Linked DNA regions of Mus musculus: region 1 is linked to region 2. A link is a contact called in public HiChIP or PLAC-seq data. All regions are on one chromosome and are shown on one strand. The core of a region is the stretch at or near the end of the contact, and the rest is flanking DNA. Distances in the headings are between cores, read along the strand shown. Region 1 has its middle 20 kb from the start of Gm35240. Region 2 overlaps Fut8 (fucosyltransferase 8).

Evidence for each region. HiChIP or PLAC-seq counts read pairs in DNA pulled down with a chosen protein or histone mark.
Region 1: a contact with region 2 is called in an H3K27ac HiChIP or PLAC-seq map of large pre-B cells, with 3 times the contacts expected there. The contact joins two enhancer-like sites. A contact is called at or near these places in 2 of 484 Hi-C or Micro-C datasets (large pre-B cells and pre-B cells) and 1 of 115 datasets of contacts at active chromatin or transcription factors (large pre-B cells).

Annotation. Positions count from the first base shown.
Region 1 is chr12:77,531,879-77,536,107 of GRCm38.p6, reverse strand. No RefSeq gene overlaps it. Among named protein-coding and RNA genes, the nearest start is that of Gm35240, 20 kb to the left of the region's middle. Within about 2 kb of position 1,762, at least 43 of the 459 cell types and tissues checked have an H3K27ac peak or open chromatin away from gene starts, as enhancers often do.
Region 2 is chr12:77,294,576-77,299,045 of GRCm38.p6, reverse strand. All of the region lies in intron 2 of Fut8 (fucosyltransferase 8), which reads right to left. Among named protein-coding and RNA genes, the nearest start is that of 9530018F02Rik, 58 kb to the right of the region's middle. Within about 2 kb of position 1,320, at least 1 of the 459 cell types and tissues checked has an H3K27ac peak or open chromatin away from gene starts, as enhancers often do.

The sequences.
Region 1 (4,229 bases), core at 513-3,012, 240 kb before region 2:
GGGCTGGAAGCAAGGAGTTAGAGAAGATGGGGGCTGCACATCATTTGTGCTGTCACGTCTAGAAAATCAAAATGCCTGCTGCTCACCTGAAGTGACCGAAGACCTGCAGGCTGCCTGCAGCTGGTGCTTCAAAACAGTATTCTCTGCTGTACTAAACAGCCACACCATAAAACAGGGTCAGGACAATCCATTTCTCCCCTTGTAAAATGCACGACTCAATCAATAAACATGCTTCCTCCACGGCTTGGGAGCCCCAGGACAAACTCACCTCAAATGCAAGGATCTTAGCATTGGAGGCGACTCAACCATTCTCTGGAGAGGAACAAGCTCCAGTGGGTAGCGCTTTCCCTCTCCTTCCTAATTTGAGGAGAACTAACACATCTTGCTAGTTTTCTAAGTTAGAATTCAGGGGAAAGAAGCTAAAGTAAGACTCACTTCCCATTGACCCACAGTATCCTTCCAAGTATACGTTTGTGGCCCCCGGTCAAAGCCAGCACCTTTGTTTCCATCTTGTATGGTTTGTCTTTAGTAAATCCATACACCCTGCTGAGTGTCATGACATTCCTGTCCTTTCCTTGTTTTCAAACTGACAGTCTATTGACCCAGCCATGTCTGGGTCTTGAGTTTGTGGGAGAGGATCTTGTATTGTTGGTCACTGCTGTTATTTCACTGCAGGTAGAAGCAAGCACTGACAGTCATGTGTTAAACACATCTGCTTCCTCTCCAGACGAGGACCTATCACCAACAACTTTGTGATGCCCCCAGGCAGGAAGCTGGCTCTCAGAATTTGTGTGATCATCCTCCCTCTGCCTTTTAATTATTCTCACGAAAGTAGCTTCTAGAATAGTGCCTGGCTCATGCAATGAGCCCACTAGATGCTGGGTAAGTGACAATAACACTCACACTACAAGCACTGGTGTCAGCGTCACATGTACAAACAAACATGCAACCTTATGTGTGCCAAACATGACAGGCAGGCAAAGTCCTTTCTGTTGAGACTGCTTTTTTAAATGAACAAATGACAGCATTATGGGTGCTCTCTGTGGAAGGACACTGTGGTGGTTTGGGACACTGTGGTTGGCACCATAGACTCACATGTTTGAATGCTTGGCCCTTAGGGAAAGGCACTATTAGGAGGTGTGGCCTTGTTAGAAGAAATGTGTCACTGTGGGGGGCAGGCTTTGAGGTCTGATATGCTTAAGCTATGCCCAGTGTGGAGCTTAATCTCCTTCTGCTGCCTGAAGATCAAGATGTAGAACTCTCAGCTCCTTCTCCAGCACCAAGTCTGTCTGCATGCTGCCAGGCTTCCCACCATGACTATAGTGGACTAAACCTCTGAACAGTAAGCCAGCCCCAATTAAATGTTGTCCTTTATACAAGTCGCCTTGGTCATGGTGCCTCTTCACAGCAATGGAAACCCTAAGACAGACACTTTGTATTGCCAACACTGTCTCTGCACCCTATTTGACCTCCCAAACCACCTTCTTAGACAGGAAGGCCAAGAGAGACTGTAGACTTTATATACCTAGTTTTGAATGACTGGAGGTGACAGAGTAGACCCTCTTCTCGCTACCTGGTACTCATATCCTTCTCAAATTCTGCCCCACTGCAGACCAAGTCACCCATTATCTTTAAACAGAAGGTCAGCCCTGCCATCCAGGAAAGGTGAGAATGAGCCAATGACTACATCTATGTTTCCATGTCTGCATCTGTTAAGTGGTACTCTGAAGGCATCCAGGCATGAACCATCATGGATGTGGGTGAAGCTGTGACATGTGGGCTCACTGCAGAAAGGGAGCCCAGTACCCTGGAGCTGTTACAGTTGGCATTGTTGACCTTGTGGTTTGGCTGAAATTTCCGTTTCTGAGCCAAAACAAGGCACTTCCTGAGCAGGTCTGTCTTTTGTCTTGGTCCTGATGTCAGTATTTCTCCATCCAACTTCCTTGCTTACTCTGTCAACTAAACAGCCCTCCAGATGTGTGGAACGCTGTTTTGCGTTTCCAAGACACTTAGAAAATGACTTCCATGGAGAAAAGATTCATGGAAGGCATGGTACCCTAAGAAGTCAGGCTTCAGGCAACCACATTTCTCTCACCTTCCCCCTGTGAAGAAGAAACTTAACCTTTGAGAGCCCTGTGCCTGGCTGGCCCAGCTTTAGGTAGGCTCCTGAGAGGGCACTGCCTGGGTGTTCACCTGCCAAGCTCTCCTCCCTGCTCACTGACGGACCAGGTCCTGCTAACTTTGCCCTGGTGACATACTCAGGCTCACCCACTAGCACTGTACCCTTGTGTGACAATTAACTAGTAATTAGTCTCCGTGCCTTCAGCTTGTTAGCCACAAAGCTTATCCCTGGGGGCCAGCCTGATCCTGCATGGCCTGGCTCAGGATTATATCACTTTTCAGCCATCTCCCACTTTAAAAACCAAACCACTTGGCTGCAGGTCCAAAGTTATGCCCAATGTGCCCACTGCTTGGCTGTGCTGTCCTACACAGCCTCATCATCCTGCTTCTGAAACACCTGTCCAAGGATCACGCTTACCCAGGCAGGGCATTTGTTAAAGTGGACACCCAGGTCTGAGCCAACTTCCCTTCTAAAGACGCTCAGAGTCAACACCAAAACCCCCAAAGTGGAAAGCCCCCTTTTAGTAGCTGAAGCTTGGCTATGTCCCAGAGAGCCAAATGCAGCACCAGACCCTCCATTTTGCCACACACCCCTACCTTGATATACAATGTTCTCTCTGCCTACTGCCCTAATTTCTGCCAACTAAATTCTCTCCTTCAACGCCCATATCAAATACCAACTCCACCAGGCAGTTTCTCCAAGGTTCTCAAGTCCTATGGCAAAACGCATGCTCTTCCCCCCTCTGGATGCCTGTTTTACATTCTCTGACTGTATATCCATCATCTCCTCAGCCACGTTAAGTACAGGCATTCTTAACAAATACAATTTGGTGGGTGAGTGATGAGTTTGTTTTTGTAGACTACCTTAAACTGTGCAGTACGCAAGCTGTCAGAACCACCAGGAAGCATCTCTGCCAGAATGTAATTCTGTTACTGTCTTTCTGCCCCAAGGTGATGGCGCTTCTCCCATACATTCCCACGAGAGAGCAAAGACTACAGCTTTAGACTCGGGGCAACCAGGGGAAGCTGGAGGCCTCCACCCAAAGTTGTAATTCCCAACGGTTTGCATTCAACTTGTCATACAAGTAAAACCAAAGCAGCTTTGCAGGAGGAGGAGCACCTGGAGGACGAAGGAGCCGAAACAGAAGGAAAGATGTGGCCCTCAAGGTGGAGGAACAGATACTGCAAGTCAGGAAGCTTCTGGCAGGAAGGAAACAGAGGGGAACTCGAGCTTGCCACAGCCTGGGGGCTCAGGTTAAGGAAGACGTGAGCCCCGAGAGCCTCTGCCTCTTCTGTCTCACAGGACTCAGCGACCATGCCAGCAGCCTGGCACAAGCCTGTTAACATTTCTGTCTACTGTTCTTCTGTTTCAATACTTATTTTTATTTTATGTGATGATTCTTTTACCTGCATCTATGCCTGTGTACCACGTGAGTGCAGTACCCATTCAAGCTAGAAGCAAGGGTAGGATACCCGGGAACTTGAGTTACAGGTGGTTGTGAGCCACCATGTGGGTGCTGAAGACTGAATCCAGGTCCACCCAGGTCCTCTTGAAGAGCAACCAGTGCTCTTAACTGCAAAGTCATCTCTCCAGGACTTTTGTTGTCCATTTTGAGCTCTTATACCCAACATGAATACTTCTAATCTCTTAGAGGCAGGTCTAAGGAAATGTCTTTGTTACTTGAAGATGTACTGAACTTCCCCAAGTCCTCAATAATCCCCATTCCTTACCTCTAAACAGCAAAGGACCAGACAGGGACGAGCTACCCTGTCAACCATGGCTAGCATGCAAGATAGGATGATATACCAGAGATGCAATAGATTCATGGCAAACATGGAACATGAGTGATGTACTTGCTGGGGTGGGACTGTGGCTCATTGGTAGAGAGAGGGCTTGCCTAACATAAGCAAAGCCCTGGGTTCTATCCCTAGCACTACACAAACTGGGCAAGGTAGCTTATGTTTGCAATCTCAGCACTTGGGAGACAGTGTCTTAGCTAGGGTTTCTATTGCAGCAATTAAACACTATGATAAAAAAGCAAGCTGAGAAGGCTTACACTTCCATCATTGAGGGAAGCCAGGACAGGAACCCAAACAGGGCAGAAATC
Region 2 (4,470 bases), core at 71-2,570:
AAAATGTTAGCAGGCCCCAAAACTGAATAATATTCATTATTTTAAAATAGAGAATATCAAGTTAAAAGTAGTGGTTGAGTAAGGCAGTGATTTCAAATCAGCAAGTTTTTGTTAACATCAATTCAAGAAAGATTTGAAATCACTGTCTTTAATAACTCAGTCTTGATCTCAATTCAATTACCATAACTTTATGTAAAGAATCTTTATAGATACCCTTATCAAGAAAATTAAAGTTCCAATAAAAATATAAGGGATCATAGTTATAGTAGTGCATTTGCCTAGCATGTACAAAGCTCTAGATACAACCCCAGCTCACTTGCGCTCTCTCTCTCTCTCTCTCTCTCTCTCTCTCTCTCACACACACACACACACACACACACACACACACACACACACTCACACACACACGCACACACACTACTGGTGGAATTAGAGATTCAATTTTCAGACACAGAACTCAAAAAAAGAAAAAACTTTTATCTATTAGATAAAACCAACACACACAAATAATTAAGAAACTATGGCCATATGCAAAAACTCTGATGCTTCAACTGTACAAAGTTCAAAGATATTCACAAAATTACACTAAAGAAGCTATAGCTAAATACTTAGAGCAATTTGGGAAAAGGCACCCTCTAAATGTGTTATGAAGTCAGCACAAAGTTTTGCTATCTAATAAGCAATTTGATTACAGTTTTCTTGTTTGTTGCTTTGAGACAAGATCTCAAAGTTAAACTGGACTCAAAGTCACTATGTAGTCAAGGCTGTCCTCTGCCACCACCATCAGAGGATTAAGATTAAGGGTGTGTACCACTATGCCCAGTTTTGGTTCTGATTTTGAAGGGGGAAAAAGGTTCTAGAGAGAGAGTAAGCACCAGGCAGAGTTATAAGAAAACAGACAAGTCACTGCTGTTAAACAAGGTCATGAAATGTCATTGTTTTTTGGACTAGCCTCTGCCCGGGCCCCAGCAGATGAGATATGTCTAGAATGAAGTCACAAGTGCTAAGTAACCCAACTAACTTTGATGGGCCAGTTTCCAAAACAGCAGTAGTGTCCAGCCAACCAGAACCACTCAAAGAAGTCCCTTCTGCTCTAATCCCAGGAAGTAACAATCATCGCTTTTTTGTTGCTTTGGCCTTTTTGAGCCCTTTAGTGCTTTAAAGCTGACCTCCTCTGCTCATCCCAGAACAGTCACTCTGCTTCATAAAATGAAGTGTCCAACTCCAAAGTCACACATAAATGCTCATCAGCTTTAAAATGTGTTGTAACTTTTGTCTTTGATGGCTTCTGGTGACCATAAAGGGACTTCAAAAAAACTTCTGACAACTGAGGTCCCATGAGGAATTGCAAGAAAAAGATGATGCCTTTTGGGGTCCCCTCCTGTGTTCATCATGAAGCCCTGGGGATTTTAAATAAATTCTTGCCAGGTCTTACTATTTTGCACTGACTTTCTGATCTTTCAGGCTTTTAAATCAGGGGTCACTTTGTGCAGAGAGTCCAGGTGACCTTCTGCAGTCTGTGGTAGCTACTGAGTCACTGCCAAGGGACAATCTGAAAACTGACTGATGGTGATTACAACAAATGAGCAATTACGGTGGGGACAATAAAAGCTTCCAAAACTCACAAGGCTTGCTCTTTCCATGTCATTTTCTTCTACACTCAGGGAAAATCATGGCTAAGTTGATTGAGGTGATCTCAACGCCTAAGCCACAACCTGACAGGTAGGTACAGATTTAGCACTTAAGAGCTACCAGAGCACTCACCGCTAAAGAGAAGACAGCAGTGAAAGGCACAAGAGAAACTCAGCTGAGTGACAATGTGCCTCCTTCCAGTCTACCGTCTAGTCTACTTCAGGCAAAATCAGATTCTTTTAATTTATTAATAAAAGTTAATTTGATTTGAAACTAAATGTCATCACTTTCTTCTGACAGTGTAACATTGAGGAAGACTTTATAAACTATATTTAATATAGTTTAATTCAACATTAAGTTACAGGTATACTTCTGAGATTCTCAGCAAATAGCTGATTTAAAGCATTTTTTAAAAGTTAGTGTTCATTTGTGTGACTGTGTGTCTGTGTGTGTGTGTGTGTGTGTCTGTGTGTCTGTGTGTCTGTGTGTGTCTGTGTGTATGGTATGTGTATCCCTTGTAGACATCAGAGGACAACTTTTGAAAACCGATCCTCTCCTTCCACCGTGTAGGTCCTGAAGGTCCTGAGGACTGGCAGCAAACAGCTTTTACCTACTGAGCCATCCTACCTGCCCACTTACACTGGCTAGCATTTACCCTCTGGTTGGCCCACACTGGCAATAACAACCCTACTTATAATTTAATATGTATTCTTTTTCTCCTGTAGATTCTGAAAAAGTTTTACTTTGATACATTTTACTTCAGACATTTCCTAAGTTCTAGAGCTTTCAGAGTATCTCATGGAACTTCTAAAATAAAATGAAATAAAATTTGTAATACTTCAAAATTTTTTTAGACTTTTTATTAAAAAGTTAACTCTCCTAATCAAATTTTGTCTTAAATCCCCAACTTAATGGTGATGCATATTTAGCAGAATATGACAATGAAAACTGTCAAGCCTGGAAATTAATGAGTTCTTATTACAGTGCTGCTTTCTCCCATGATCTTTACAAAATTAAATTACCTTAATCTATTTATATGCCACTTAAACCTGAACCTCTTTTGCGCCAAAAACAAAACAAAACAAAACACTCCATTCATCAAATATTCCTGACTGCCTACTATGTGCCTGGTATTGTAGATCAGAGTATATCAGAGAATTTGAATTCTAATATGAAAAGAGTAACAAATATAAATATAAGCACATAAGAAAATGCACCACCCCTGTTAAATGGGAGTACAATGCAGTTACATAGAGAATTGAAATAAAAGAACTAGATATTTGTTATATAAAATGATCCAAAAAAGTTTCTTTGTCATAATAAACTTGATCTCCTTGAAGTGCCATTCGAGGGTTGGAGAAATGTTTCAGTGGGTAAATTGTTTACCATGCAGGTATGAGGATATGCATTGAATCCTCAGAACCTACTAGCCTGCAGAATAACTCTCCATACAAACACGCAGACTCTTTTTATTTTCAAGCACAATTTCACAATTTGGCAAACATTATCTTGTTCTGCAATCATTAGCATAGACCTAACTCACCTAGTAAATTTATCAGCTTCCTCCAGAGTCATTTATCACTTCATATTTCAAACTCACAGTAGTTATTAATCAAGTTTGGGTTTTTTGGATTGATTTGGTGTTTGTTTGTTTGTTTGTTTTGAAGAAAATATGGTACCACAAGACTCAGGGAATGAGGATGTAAGTAAATAAATATATAAGCATCTAGTAGACAAGACTTTGGTTTCCCATAGCGGATAAGTGATACTTCTCTTAACAAAGCCACAGAAAAAGAAAAAAAAAAAATCAACTGAGGAATTTTGCTACTTTTACAATAAAATGAATCCAATGATTTGCAATCCCTTTCTTCTTATCTTGGGCTCATCAAAGCCTAATCAATTTTGCAGAAAGACGTGTTCCTTTTATTTTTAGCAAATATCTTGGAAAAACAGGAGGTTAAATGTAGTTATGTATAAAATCTCTCACTTAGACATCAGGAAGGAGGCATGCACGGAGCCTCAGAAGACTTAAAATAATCTTTTAACAGCTTTTACAGGTAACCCAGTGGGGTCTGAGTCATCAAATTCAGCACTTCAGTGAACATCAAAATCTAAAATATAGTGAATTTTTTTTAATGTGAAGTTTTTTCAAAACAAAATCTTTAAACCATATTTTATATTTTTTTAATTTACACTAATTTGTCTCCAACATATTTGCATGAGTTTTTTTCTGTCTAAATCAAAGGACTTAGCCTATTATGCTCTATTCAATCTACTAATTAAGAAATCCAACGTTAGGCTGAAGAGATGGTCAAGCAGTTAGGAGCACCCACTGTTTTTGTAGAGGACCCAGAGTTCAGTCCCCTGCTCACAACTCAGCTCCAGTGCATCTGTCATTCTCTTCTGACCTCCGCCAGCACCAAGCACACACAAAGTGCCGATATACACATGCCGACAAAACACTAATTCACATAAAATAAATAAAAAATGTTAAAGTAAAAACCTAATGTAAATGGTTCATATAATTAACTGGTTTCACAAATCCAAACTATCAATACTCTGAACATCATCTGTATAGTATCCAAAGTACAATTAGTGAAACTTGGCACAAACTGACACTCAGTTTATGAATACAAAAAAGAAATCATAATCTCACAACAGAGGAAACAAAGATTGCTATTGTCTCAAACTGTATTTGCAAGCTAATAGTAAATATACTGACTCATTTTAATAGTAATAAGAAACAAAATAAAGATAAAAATTTCAAAAAAATCAGTATTATGGATCAATTTCCTATGAAAAAGCTTCCATGCAAATTAGAATGTTACCCCAAAATAT